2 separate regions of the Sus scrofa genome follow, and region 1 is linked to region 2. Evidence: chromatin contacts called from public Hi-C data. All regions are on one chromosome and are shown on one strand. Each heading gives the region's core, a stretch centred on a gene start, on an enhancer-like site or on the middle of the called end of the contact. The rest is flanking DNA. Distances are from core to core; before and after follow the strand shown. Region 1 overlaps KIF20B (kinesin-like protein KIF20B). Region 2 overlaps SLC16A12 (monocarboxylate transporter 12).

Evidence for each region. A called contact is a pair of places that touch in the nucleus more often than the background predicts.
Region 1: a Hi-C map of embryonic fibroblasts shows a contact between it and region 2, with 2.3 times the contacts expected there. The contact joins two enhancer-like sites. A contact is called at or near these places in 2 of 47 Hi-C or Micro-C datasets (embryonic fibroblasts and epiblast stem cells).

The regions. Positions count from the first base shown.
Region 1 is chr14:101,581,907-101,588,008 of Sscrofa11.1, reverse strand. KIF20B (kinesin-like protein KIF20B) reads right to left here. Exons shown (of 32, transcript XM_021072622.1): 27 at 5,386-5,496; 28 at 2,649-2,846. Among named protein-coding and RNA genes, the nearest start is that of KIF20B, 72 kb to the right of the region's middle. Within about 2 kb of position 2,013, at least 3 of the 83 cell types and tissues checked have an H3K27ac peak or open chromatin away from gene starts, as enhancers often do. A contact at or near this core is called in embryonic fibroblasts, where this site is marked.
Region 2 is chr14:101,271,950-101,278,418 of Sscrofa11.1, reverse strand. SLC16A12 (monocarboxylate transporter 12) reads left to right here. Exons shown (of 7, transcript XM_013983535.2): 7 at 1,203-4,427. The coding sequence ends at 1,465. Among named protein-coding and RNA genes, the nearest start is that of IFIT1, 38 kb to the right of the region's middle. Within about 2 kb of position 5,043, at least 9 of the 83 cell types and tissues checked have an H3K27ac peak or open chromatin away from gene starts, as enhancers often do. A contact at or near this core is called in embryonic fibroblasts, where this site is marked.

The DNA of each region.
Region 1 (6,102 bases), core at 764-3,263, 310 kb before region 2:
TAAGTGCACAGGATGATCATTTAAGATGTTTTTACTGTAAAATGACTGAAGTTATGAATTTTTCGCACACATCATAATAAAATTATATTAGCTAAATAAAAAACAGTGGAAAGATAACATCTTTTATTTAAATCCCAGTCTTTAAAATTTAGCACAATTTATCTACTCTTTCCCCAACTTCCACATCATGCTGTGCATTACCTCTAATTGATATTTAGCAACACTGAAAACAAAAACAATCAAAAATCTTCATCACAAGCACAGACAAAATGTTAAAGAAACGTATTCATCTTCCCTACTAAATAGGCATGACATCATACTCTCTTCTCCACATATCCCTACTTAAGACAAAGTCTTCTGTAATATATTAACTGCACTGAACTTATGCAAATCCTAGTTGTACTAAAGATTATAAGCATAAAAGGGGAAAAAAAAAGCAAGAAGAGAAGCATTGAGACCATGACTGAACCGTAAAGGTCAAATTACAAGGTTATAAGGATTATAAGCAGCAGCTTTCCTGAAAGGAGAAAGACAGATGGGAAACAGAGGGAAGCAAAGGAAAAAAGATTATAACTCTATCATACTTGTGTTCATAAAGAACTCTTTGGAGTTTTCAACAGATTAGAATACAGCATCATATAAATGATTTTCCTAAGGACTTTACAACACTCAGTTTATTACAGTAATAAAGAGCTAGCAAAATCAGTTAAAACTGTTAAGTTTCTACATGATTTATCTACAACAATCTGTTATCTATTCTGAAATGGGGAGTATAAACCAACAGTAAAATGAACAAAATAATTGTATCTTAACCCTCTGAGTACACCAATTTTTCCTTTTCCCTTGAAAAAGATAAGTCAAGAAAAGGTCAACACAGGGTTAGTTAGATGATGATGAAATTAAACTACTTACTATATAGTTGATCCTTGAACAACACAAGTTTGAAATGTGTGAGTCCATTTATCCACTGATTTTTTTCAATACTAAATAAATACCACATAACTACATGATCTGCAACTGGCTAGATCCACAGATGGGGAGCCTCACATACAGAGGGCTGAATTTCATTTACACAAGATTGTCACTGCATAGTAGCTGGCACCTAGCCCTCATGCTGTTCAAGGGTCAAGTGTATCTTAATGGTATCTAAAATGTACTAAGTGTAAACTAAACACATTTAGAATAAAAGTTAATTAAGGCTCTCCAAAACAATCTCTAAAGGTGTTCTACATGTAGCAGGGAATATGCTAAATAATATTCATTCAGCAAATGTATTACCTGACAAAGAGCCTGAGGAGTATGGTTAATGCTATTTCTGCTCTTCCACCAGCTTGAAAATATACTATTCTTTAAAGGAGTGAAAAAAATAAGTTGGAGAAAAAGTTATTGTGCTAGAGATTTATAATTATAGTTTTAAACTTAAAATAATTTCTTTTAAAATAAATAATGCCACTTATTATGTATCTACCACATGTGAAGCAAAAGCAAAGCATTTAAAATGTATTAGATCTAATTCTTTATTCCCAAAAGGAGGAAAATGAGGATCTAAATTTATGTGACTTGCCAAACCTGCATGGCTAGGATATGACAGAAAGTTTGGTAACCCCACAATCAGAAAGCTGCAGTAGGAAGAAGCAAATCAGTTTTAGCTTGTCACTAAATAGTGACCCAGATTTTAATACTGGCTCACAGAAAAAGAATTTCTCTTCCAAAACCTTCTCTGACCATAGAGACAAAAGTTTTTCATTAAATGACAAAGATTATATCCATGCAAGTAAGCCATTTCAGTTTCTCTTATTTATTTCCCTCCTCTTCACGTTCCTCTCTTCTCTGTTTTTTTTTTTTTTTTTTTGCCACATTCTTGGCATATGGAAATTCCTGAGCCAGGGACGGACTCCAAGCCACAGCTGCAACAACACCAGATCCTTTTAATTCACTGCTCCAGGCCAGGGATTACATGCCTCCTCAGCAATCCAGCTGCAGCAATCAGATTCTTAAGCCACTGTGCCACAGCAGGAACTTCTCTAAATTCTTTACCAACCTTCTCTTACATTAAAAGGAAAGTGACTAAGTCTGAATAGGACTGTTATCTTGAAATAGTTCTCTAATATGATTCACCATCATTTGGCCTATATCATAGCTTCACTGAAACAAGAAATAAATTATATATTTTTAAATCCATAAGCTTTTTGTGTGAGGACCACAATAATATTCTTTTTTTTTTTTTTTTAATCTTTTTGCCATTTCTCGGGCTGCTCTCGTGACATATGGAGGTTCCCAGGCTAGGGGTCGAATCGGAGCTGTAGCCACCGGCCTACGCCAGAGCCACAGCAACGCGGGATCCGAGCTGCGTCTGCAACCTACACCACAGCTCACGGCAACGCCAGATCCTTAACCCACTGAGCAAGGCCAGGGATCGAACCCTCAACCTCATGGTTCCTAGTCGGATTCGTTAACCACTGCGCCACAACAGGAACTCCCCACAATAATATTCTTAAAGTATATTAAATATACAATAAATCATGATTTTGGTCTCTAATAGCAGTGCATATGAACAGGAGGGCAATGTAACAGAGTTTATATATTACAACTAAGCTTAATAATAATAATGTTTGTTTGTTGAATCCACTTAATATTTGAGTATTTACCTCCTCCATCTCATTACTCTTCCTCTTCCGGGCCTTGGGAATCTTAACCGTCACGGGTGTGGTACAACCCGGGTGTTTCACGGCCATTTTGTTTGGCTGTAAAGGTGTAAACTGAATCTCTAACTCAGGCTTTGGAAATCGACTAGTTCGGTTATTTTCTGTTGACACTTCACAAGAGTCAAGGACTACAGATCCATCCTACAACAGAATTCAAAAGGAAAACAAACCTTATTTGCAGAACATGAATTTCTAAATTGCCAAAAATTCTCTCAGGAGCCTATTAAAGACAATGAGTTGGAAAAGATTAAGTTTGCTGGGTCAAATTCATCACAGCAAAGACAGAAAGACTGAGATATCTATCTTCTCCAGGTTTATACATGGTATGTTAAAACTGAGAGAAACTTTAGAGATCAGTATTTCCCAAACTTGCACCATCATAGGAATTAATCTAGACAAACTGTTTAAAAGATTACAAACCTACTAAATCAGAAATCTCAAAGGAGAGAAGCTAGGATTTTTAATGAGAACCTAGTTATGCTAAACTAACGTTTGATGCAAATTCTTTTTTTTGTAATGGCCATCATCCGTGGCATAAGGAAGTTCCTGGGCCAGGGATTGAATCTGAGCCACAGCTGTGGCCTGAGCCACAGTTATAGTAATGCCAGATCCTTTGACCCAGTACACTAGGCTGGGGATCAAATCCATACCTCCACAGCAACCTGAGCCTCTGCAGTCAGATTCCTAACCCACTGCATCAGAGTGGAGCACTGCAAATTCTTTACTACTCTTCTCATTGAGAGATGAAATCTCATTCCCCTTCCTTGAATATAAGCTGGCCTTAATGCCTTCCAAGTTCAATAGCATGGAGTGGAAGTAACATGACTCTTCTGAAACTTGATTGAAGAAGCCTTGTAGGAATGGCTTGTGTTATTTCCCCAGATTAAAAACGCCCTTCCTCTTCTCATTCTCTACTTGGAAAACTCCTGTTCGCCCTCAGATCCCAGTATGATGTCATCTTCTCTAATCCATGTCCACAAAACCACTCCGGCAAAATTCATTCTTTCTTCCTCAGTCAGTGTTCCTTCTTAGTACTCTCTTAATAACACTTTGTCCGTAGGTCAAACAAGGTAGGCATTAAACAGCTGTCTTACTAGATTTCTTACTCCTTGAGGATGGTGATTGTGACTTTATCCTCAATGCTCAGTAAGATCCCCAACAAAGAAATGTTCCAAATAAATGCAGGTTTCTTTAATTTTTGCTTTTTAGGGCAGTACCCATAGCATATGGAGGTTCCCAGGCTAGGGGTTGAATTGGAGCTACAGCTGCTGGCCTACACCACAGCCACAGCAACATTAGATCCAAGTTGCATCTGCAACCTACACCACAGCTCACAGAAACGCTAGATCCTTTAACCCACTGAGCAGGCCAAAGATTGAACCCGCAACCTCACAGTTTCTAGTCGGATTCGTTTCTGCTGCGCCATGAAGGGAACTCCATAAATGCGTTTTTAAAATAGGTATTTTAAGATTTTATTTTTGAAAAGTGACACAGAATTTTTATCTATTTCATATGCAATCTGAGAAACTCTATGTTATCCAACAGAGTCACAGAACTCCAAGCCCACCACAAATTAAGGAAATTCATTATGAGTTATTGGAATTTGGTGATAGTTATTTTTATTTTTTTTATAAATTCATTTGTACCATTTTTTTGGATTCCACATATATGTGATTTAATACGATGTTCTTCTTTGTCTGACTTACTTCTCTTAGTACCTACTTAATTTTTTTGGCTGAACCCACAGCATGTTCCTGGGCCAGAGATCAAACCCACACCACAGCAGCAACCCAAGCCAGAGCAGTGACAATGCAAGATCCTTAACCAGTTGTGCAATAAGGGAGCTGGTGACAAAGTTATTAAAAGGGTAAAATTTCCAAAAAAAAAAAAAAAAATACTATTTACTAGAATGCTTACTAAAGGGACCACTTATGAGAGAAAATAGTCAACACATATTTACCTTTTGTGGATTTTTTTTTTTTTTTTTTGGTTTTTTAGGGCCACATTTGCAGCATGTGAAGGTTCCCGGGTTAGGGGTCAAATCTGAGCTGTAGCTGCCAGCCTGCGCCAGAGCCACAGCAACACCAGATCCCAGCTGCATCTGTGACCTACACCACAGCTAATGGCAACACCAGATCCTTAACCCACTGAGCAAGGCCAGGGAGCAAACCTACATCCTGATGGATCCTAGTCAAATTCGTTTCTGCCGCACCATGATGGGAACTCCAGGATTTCCTATTTCTGATGATCATTTTTTTTTTTTTTCAGGTTTGAGAGTTTAATATACCTTTGGGTTTACACAGTGCAACAGGGGTGGAGACAGGGTACAGAGGGCTCCTGGGCTGCTTCCCAGCAGAAGAGGGAGGTGTTGCTGGCTGCCACACCTGCCATGTGCTCCTGGTGTGGGTGATCAAATTTGCTTTATTAAAAAACCTGTTGTTTAAGATCAGTATCATTTTGAGAGGAGATTAATATCATTTGGGGATCAAAATTCCTCAAAAGAACTGCATCTCCCTTCAAAAACTTTTAGTTTTCCTTCCCAAAGCCAATAGCAAACACATGTAATTGTATAGCAAGGCATCTATAACAACCGATTAAATTGTACTTGCAAGTGTTATTTAATAATTAATGGTCACTGATAAAGAGGGATAAAAAGTGGACTGTGTTATCAAATACCCACCTCTACTTCATTCCTGGAAATTTCCAAACTTGTTGATTGAGGTTCAGTTTCAACCTTGCCAGGATCCACTGAACTCATAGGTCTGGGCTGGACATCCATGGTTTGTTTTTCCTAAAGTAGGGAAACATTAGAGCAATAAACCACTGTAACTGAAAATGCATTAAAGTACTTCACCTAAAGAATATAAAATCAAGATTTTGGTGGATTAAATAGTGGAAGTAATAAGACTTCGTCAATGACCAACTCTCCTTCCTCCTCTCTTTCATCCTCAGAGACTTAGGAAAGGCTGGGTAACTTCCAAGCCTCTTCTGAGTCTGATCTAAAGCGAAATTTGAAAGATTATTTTCAACTTTAAGGTCTTTTACACATATTCTCTCATGTTACTTTCTCTGCAATTCTGAGTTAGATTTGGCAAGAATCATCATTTCTACTTTTCAGATGAGGAAAGAGAGACGTAGAGATGTTAAATGACATGACCCTGGTCTGTACTGAGTTAGACTTTGAACCCCTAAAATCACTTTGATAACACAATTTTGAAAAATTAGAGGCGTCTTAGGAATGTAACTATATCATTAGAACAGAAACAACCATACTGATAACTAGACCTTCTCCTGCAGCACCCTCTTCATCCCACTTAATCAGTCATAGGGTATGTTCTATTCCTAAACCCTACTTGAGGGATCCAAAAAGAAATATCAGATTACATTCTTAAACTTA
Region 2 (6,469 bases), core at 3,794-6,293:
CTCAGTCTCCTATTTGCTGCTACAGAAATGCACAAATAAATCACATGTTAACTAAAATATCTGGGAGTTCCCATCGTGGCGCAGCGGAAACAAATCCCACTTGGAACCATGACATTTCAGGTTCAATCCCTGGCCTCACTCAGTGGGTTAAGATCTGGTGTTGCTGTGAGCTGTGGTGTAGATCGCAGACACAGCTCAGATCCTGTGTCACTGTGGCTGTGGCATAGGTCGGCAGCTGTAGCTCCGATTCGATCCTTAGCCTGGAAATCTCCATATGCTGCAGGTGCAGCCCTAAAAAGAAAAAACAAAAAACAAACAAAAAAAAAAAACTGAGAGTAATTTGGATTACAGGAAACTTTGTGGGGCTTCTAACACTCTTTGCATACTGTTTTTGATTAACAGATTTGAGGTAGGTGAGAGGAGAAATATACTTCTCTGATGGATTTTCTTAGCATATAAGTAAAGTTTGGGAGGAATTAAAAACCTTTTTAACTGCAAAATAATTTCCTCTGATTTTACTCCATTGAGTCTCTGATTATTGTGACCTATATTTTGAGTATCGTATACCCTGGTTCTCCAAATTTAGAGCTGGAATGGATATTGTGGTTACTTTGTTGTAATAAAAGATTAAAAAAAAAAGATGTGATTACAGAATTAAGCTTTTGAAAGTTTGCATTTGAAACTTCTAAGCTGGCCCAAAGATCTGATTTTCAAACTGAGTGGGGTATGATGACTGGATCTAATAGAAAATTTGAATTCTGCTGTATCTAGAAGCATCTTATGTTACTTAGGATATAGGCAGTAGAGGATGCTGGGAGTACTACTACTAGCATTCTGTGCAATTATATTCTCCTAACACCCAAGATAAAGGAATAATCCCAACATAGTAATTTGAATGATCTTTTTAAAATCTTTTCTACCATATTTCATGGGATTAATAGTACTAATATTTATTGTGTGAATATTAAGAAATTGACATGTCCAAGCACTTTACCTAAAAACCATTTTAGAAGTTTCCCTAGAAAATAGAATGCATTTTTCTGCTGCTGTGCAGTTTTTTAGGAGAACTGCTTTTTTGTGTCAAAATTATAGTGGTAGTGCTAGTAGTCTGTTGTTATTATCCTCACAAATTATTAGATTATAGAGTGAGTAAATAACTGAATGTTCAACTCAGCAATATCATTTTTTGTTGCTTGTTACAGGATGGCTTGTAGATACGACCGGCAGCTACACTGCAGCCTTTCTTCTCTGTGGATTTTCCATGATCTTTAGTTCTGTGTTGCTTGCCTTTGCCAGACTTATGAAGAAGATGAAAAAAACCCAGCTCCGGTTCCTTGCCAAAGAATCTGATCCCAAGCTGCAGCTTTGGACCAATGGCTCAGTGGCTTATTCTGTAACCAGAGAATTAGATCAGAGGGATGGGGAATCTGTGGCTATAGCAATGCTTGGTTCCAACCTCACATGACCAATGACCTTGAGCTTAGGAAACTTCAGGGCTGAGAAAGGAGGGACCATTGGATTGTACCTGTTTCTGAAGCATTTTATCTTGTCAGAAGCATTGCCCTCCAAGGAAATTTATTGTATTATTAATATGTTTCTAGGGGAAAATAGCAAATAACAAAACAAGCTGGATTGGCTCAGAATTTCCTCATTTGGGATTTGTACTCATAATTGAACTAAGATCTTTTGGGCAATGAGCAGCACACCTTGGAGAATGTTGTTAGGACAAGGCTGATATAATTAGCTGTAAATAGGGGTAATTTCAAGGTATGATTCAAACAAATGACACAGGGAGCAGCTTTGTCTCAAACTCTGTTCCCCTCCATCTTCCTTCCTCACTTAGAAGATAAAGAGAAACACTGACATGTAGGGTTTTTTTTAATGCTGTTTGGAGAAGGGGGTCCTGTATTAATCATTGCCTTTTGAAGAATCTAAAGTATTCTTCAATAACCCTGTTTAAAATCCTAATGAAAAACTTCACTAGAAGAAAGGTTTGGCATCCTGGCTTTCCACCACCACCAAAATCTCTTTTCCTAAGACTGAGGCACTTCCACCTGACCAGGCGTCCACCTCTGAGGCTATCACATATAATACTGACTCGAAATTTAGCAGAACACACCAAGACACAAGGGCAATTTCTAAATCTTATCAGTAATGTTAACACTAACACTTCCCCATTTTTCTTTTTTTTTTGTCTTTTTGCTATTTCTTTGGGCCGCTCCCGCAGCATATGGAGGTTCCCAGGCTAGGGGTCAAATCGGAGCTGTAGCCACTGGCCTACGCCAGAGCCACAGCAACGCGGGATCCGAGCCGCGTCTGCAACCTACAGCTCACGGCAACGCTGGATTGTTAACCCACTGAGCAAGGGCAGGGACCGAACCCGCAACCTCATGGTTCCTAGTCGGATTCGTTAACCACTGCGCCACGACGGGAACTCCTACTTCCCCTTTTTTTTTCCTTTTAGAAATAAAGGATTTCTTTAAACTTTAGACAATTCTTGTTAGGAATGGGAAAATGTTGGCAGCATTCCAACTGGGCAGGAATTGAATTCTTGAATCAGCGGGTCTCTGGTGAGAGTTTTCTTTTCAGATCATTTGGGTTCATCATTACCCAAAAGAGGACTTAGGAGTTTTGCCTGAAAAATATTATTCTAGAGAGATTCTGAAGGCGAGATTCCTTTCTCCCTAGGCTGATATTCGTTCCAATGTCCATTGCTCCTTATCACTCTACAGATAATCCTTAGAAACTTGGACCTTTTCAGCTGAATGAGGAGGCTCAGGGGTTAACCCCAGCATCATAACACTTTCACAAATTACAGCTGTGATCAGCGAGAGGAAGGACAAAGTTAAGACTGTTAGTGGAAGGATGTTCCACAGTTTATAGAGCTCTTCCACATACATACCCTAACTCATTGGATTGGAATAGTTTACTCATTCCGAAGTACTCCACTTTCCTGTGGTTAGGGATAAAGTCTTCAGATTGAAGAGGGAGGGCTTGGGGAGAAGAGAAAGTCTTGGTCCCCTGCCTGTCTCCAACCATTTAAAATCCTCTAAATTATAACACTGAATCCCAAGTCATGTTGAACTTGTAAATAGGGACAAGTCATACAGTTGAAAGGGGATTTCCTTTTAGGGCTGTACCCACGGCATATGGAGGTTCCCAGGGTAGGGGTCAAATTGGAGCTGCAGCTGCCAGCCTACACCACAGCCAGAGCAATGGAGGATCCAAGCCACGTCTGCTACCTACACCACAGCTCATGGCAGCACCAGATCCTTAACCCACTGAGTGAGGCCAGGGATCGAACCCACCTCCTCATGCATTACTAGTCGGATTGTTTCTGCTATGCCACCACAGGAACTCCTAAAGGGGATTTTAATTGTTCAAAAATTTAAATCTGAACCTCAAGGAAGTATTTTTGACTCTGAAAAGCCAGGGGAGTCCTCACAAATGCCCTGCCAGGGGTCCCGAGAGGAAAAACGCAGCTATGGGGAAGATGCTGGCTTGACTCGGCAAGTTCAGCAAGAGTCTTGGCCTAAAACTGGATTATTTCAAAAAGTTACATATTAATGCATTGTTTTCGGAATGAAATGCTAACTTAATTTGGTGGCAGAAAACTAATATTTCATAGGTGTTTTCCAAAAAAAAGAAATTTGAATGTTTCCTGTTATCTTTATACTTCTTTTGAGAATTTAGTGTGAAACCACTTACTTTGTCATTTGCAATTTAAAAACAATGTTTGAGAAAATCTGTATAAAGCCAAAGTTAAAATGAAGTTATATGTTTTGGGAATAGCACTTTACAGTAAATGTCACTTCTTGAATCTTCAAACCTAAATATTTTTTGAAATAGAAATACAGCTATTCTTCTACATTTTTTTTTCCTAGTGATGATCATAGTAAAATTTTATCTGGTTCCGCAATGTGATTTCTTTAAAGTATTATAAGTATTCATGAAAAATGAGCAGAGAGATCAGAGCTTTTAAAAATTTGTATAAAATATTTGGGATATTCTGACTTTATACATGCATACCTTTGTATTTTACTTTTCTTTGGGGAGCGGCATTTTTCAAAAACCAGTAAGGAAAATGTAGATCTTGGAGATTACCCTTGCTATCTAAATGGAATTTTACTGTTAACTTCCAGGTGCCTATACTGTTTATTTCAAAATGCAGAGATTCCTGGGAATGATGTGTTTTGTGGAATCAAGAGCAAAATTGTGGTGGGATGATTCTGCATCTTAAATTTTTCTTTGTATCACTGCAAGCTCTATTTTGAAATTGAGTAGAAAAGCAAAAGAAATAGGTAACTTCCGTAGATCCACTGTACCATTTGGCCTTTTTTTCAGATTGTGATTTCACTAATAGAGCAGATATTTATGATAATATTTTCTTATTTCAAAAGCATAATAAAATGAGTTTATAACTGTGTTTGGAACTGCTCAAAGGGGACCCTTTCTTGCTGTGAGCTTCCTCCGGTGTTGGCACTGCAAGCTAAAACTCTGCCTTCTTCTCTCCCAGCCCCCCTTGTGATCTCTCTACCTGAAGTTTAAGGAGATGCCAAATATGTGAGAAGTGCTGCTGAATTCTGGAAGAGAGTGATCACTATTACTCATCATTACTCTTAATTATTTAAATGTCAGTGGCCTCTTTGAGGGGTCTGGGATCTAGGGTTGGCCTAAAATTAAGTACAAGGCACTCTGTTTCTGAGAAGTTAATGCATGCCCCACTTAAGATTTGTATTGACATTAAAAGGTCCTGCTCTATCCATTTGCCAGGTCATTTTGCATATGTTGATCCCTTGGACAACCCTTCATCTTTTGGACCACAGTTTAAATGTCACTTCCCTGGAGAGTCCATCCTTAACCATTGCCTCTAGCTAAATGACCTGCCCCATCATCACCACCTTCTTGACTCGTTCCCATAGCCACCCTTATCTTTTCCTTCAAAGAACATATTTTACATATTACATGTTCATTTATGTGTTTATTTTTAAATGTCATCTCTTCCCCCCAAACCACAAGCTTTCTGAGGATAGGGATCGTTCTGACTGACCACTGAGTCCGGTGCCTGATAGGTATTCACTCAATAAATATGTGGAGAATGAAAGAATGAAGACAAACAAATGAACAAATGAAAAGAATGACCGCAGAAACTGCTAAGGAGAACTGTAATGCAGCAAGAATGGGGCTGACTGAGGTCAGATTTGCTTGAAATTGCTCTTGAACCCAGCATGCATAGAGTATGTTAGATATTCCCAAATTCAGCTTAAATGGGTCACAATTTAAGTTATTTATGAGGAGTGTTCCATAAGAAGCTGGAGCTCCAGAGTACTGAGTATCACAGGGCAGGTTTGGGAAAGAGAATACAGGTGGCAAAGAGTTGGTAGAAATATATTAATTAATCAAAACTTTTGACTGAGGCCTGAATAAAAAATGATACAACTGTGTCGAACTCAGATAGGCTTAGTTAAATAGCTCTCTTGTGCTCAGATTGAGTGGGAGGCCCAGGCCTGAGACACTGCCCATGCAAGGGAGCTCTGGAAAATTCAGAAAATGTGGAGCACGTGAGCCTCATGTGTGAAAAGATGGGGTTTTGGTTACAGGGACCACACAAGCTGCTTTTTTTTTTTTTTTTTTTTTTTTTTTTTTTTACTTTACACCAAAATCCTGTGCCAGGGTTTGGCTAGGAGCAGAAGTCCCTATCTAGAGTCTAGCCCAGACCTGTGGCAGGCCTCATAGGGCATTACTGAAAATCACGCCACATGCTGGCAGACATTTTTAAGAGTTGGTGAGAGGAGTTAATCAACCAATAACTTTTTATCTAGCACCACCTTGTAATCTGGTGCCACGTTATATATGGTGGGAAATTCAGAATACGCATACCAGGATCTCAAGTGTACTGCCTAATTGGTAAATTGAAACTAACACAGATGGGAACAATCCCAGGCTGTTTTTAAATGCTGACTCGAGGCTAAGGGCACTGCAGCCTCTGGGGGTTAGGAGAGGAAGAATTCATGATGGACTGGAGAAATGTGTGAGATGGTTCCCAGGAACCCAGGTATGGATTTGAAGGGGTTGGGATCAGCCTCTACTTTTTTCAGGGGAAGATGCCCGGGAGTAAGGGAGAAGGCTGTGGGGCAGATGTTTTATGTGGCGACCTGGGATTCCAGCAGATACTTAAGGCTGATGCCAAACCAGACACAGGCTGACCCTAATAATTGTTCTGGCTAGGGCATGCAGAGGGTGTCTGGGACTTTTGGGACTGCTGGGACTTGGGTTTGTGTTTGGCTTCTCTTAAATAAAAACAGGGATTTTTTAAGGCATTGGGTTATACTTTAATAATTATCTCTCAACTTGGAGTTCCTATTATGGCTCAGTGGGTTATGAACCCGAGTAGGATCCATGAGGATGTGGGTTCTATCCCTGGCCTCACTCAGTGGGTTAAGGATCCTGTGTTGCTGTGAGCTGTGGT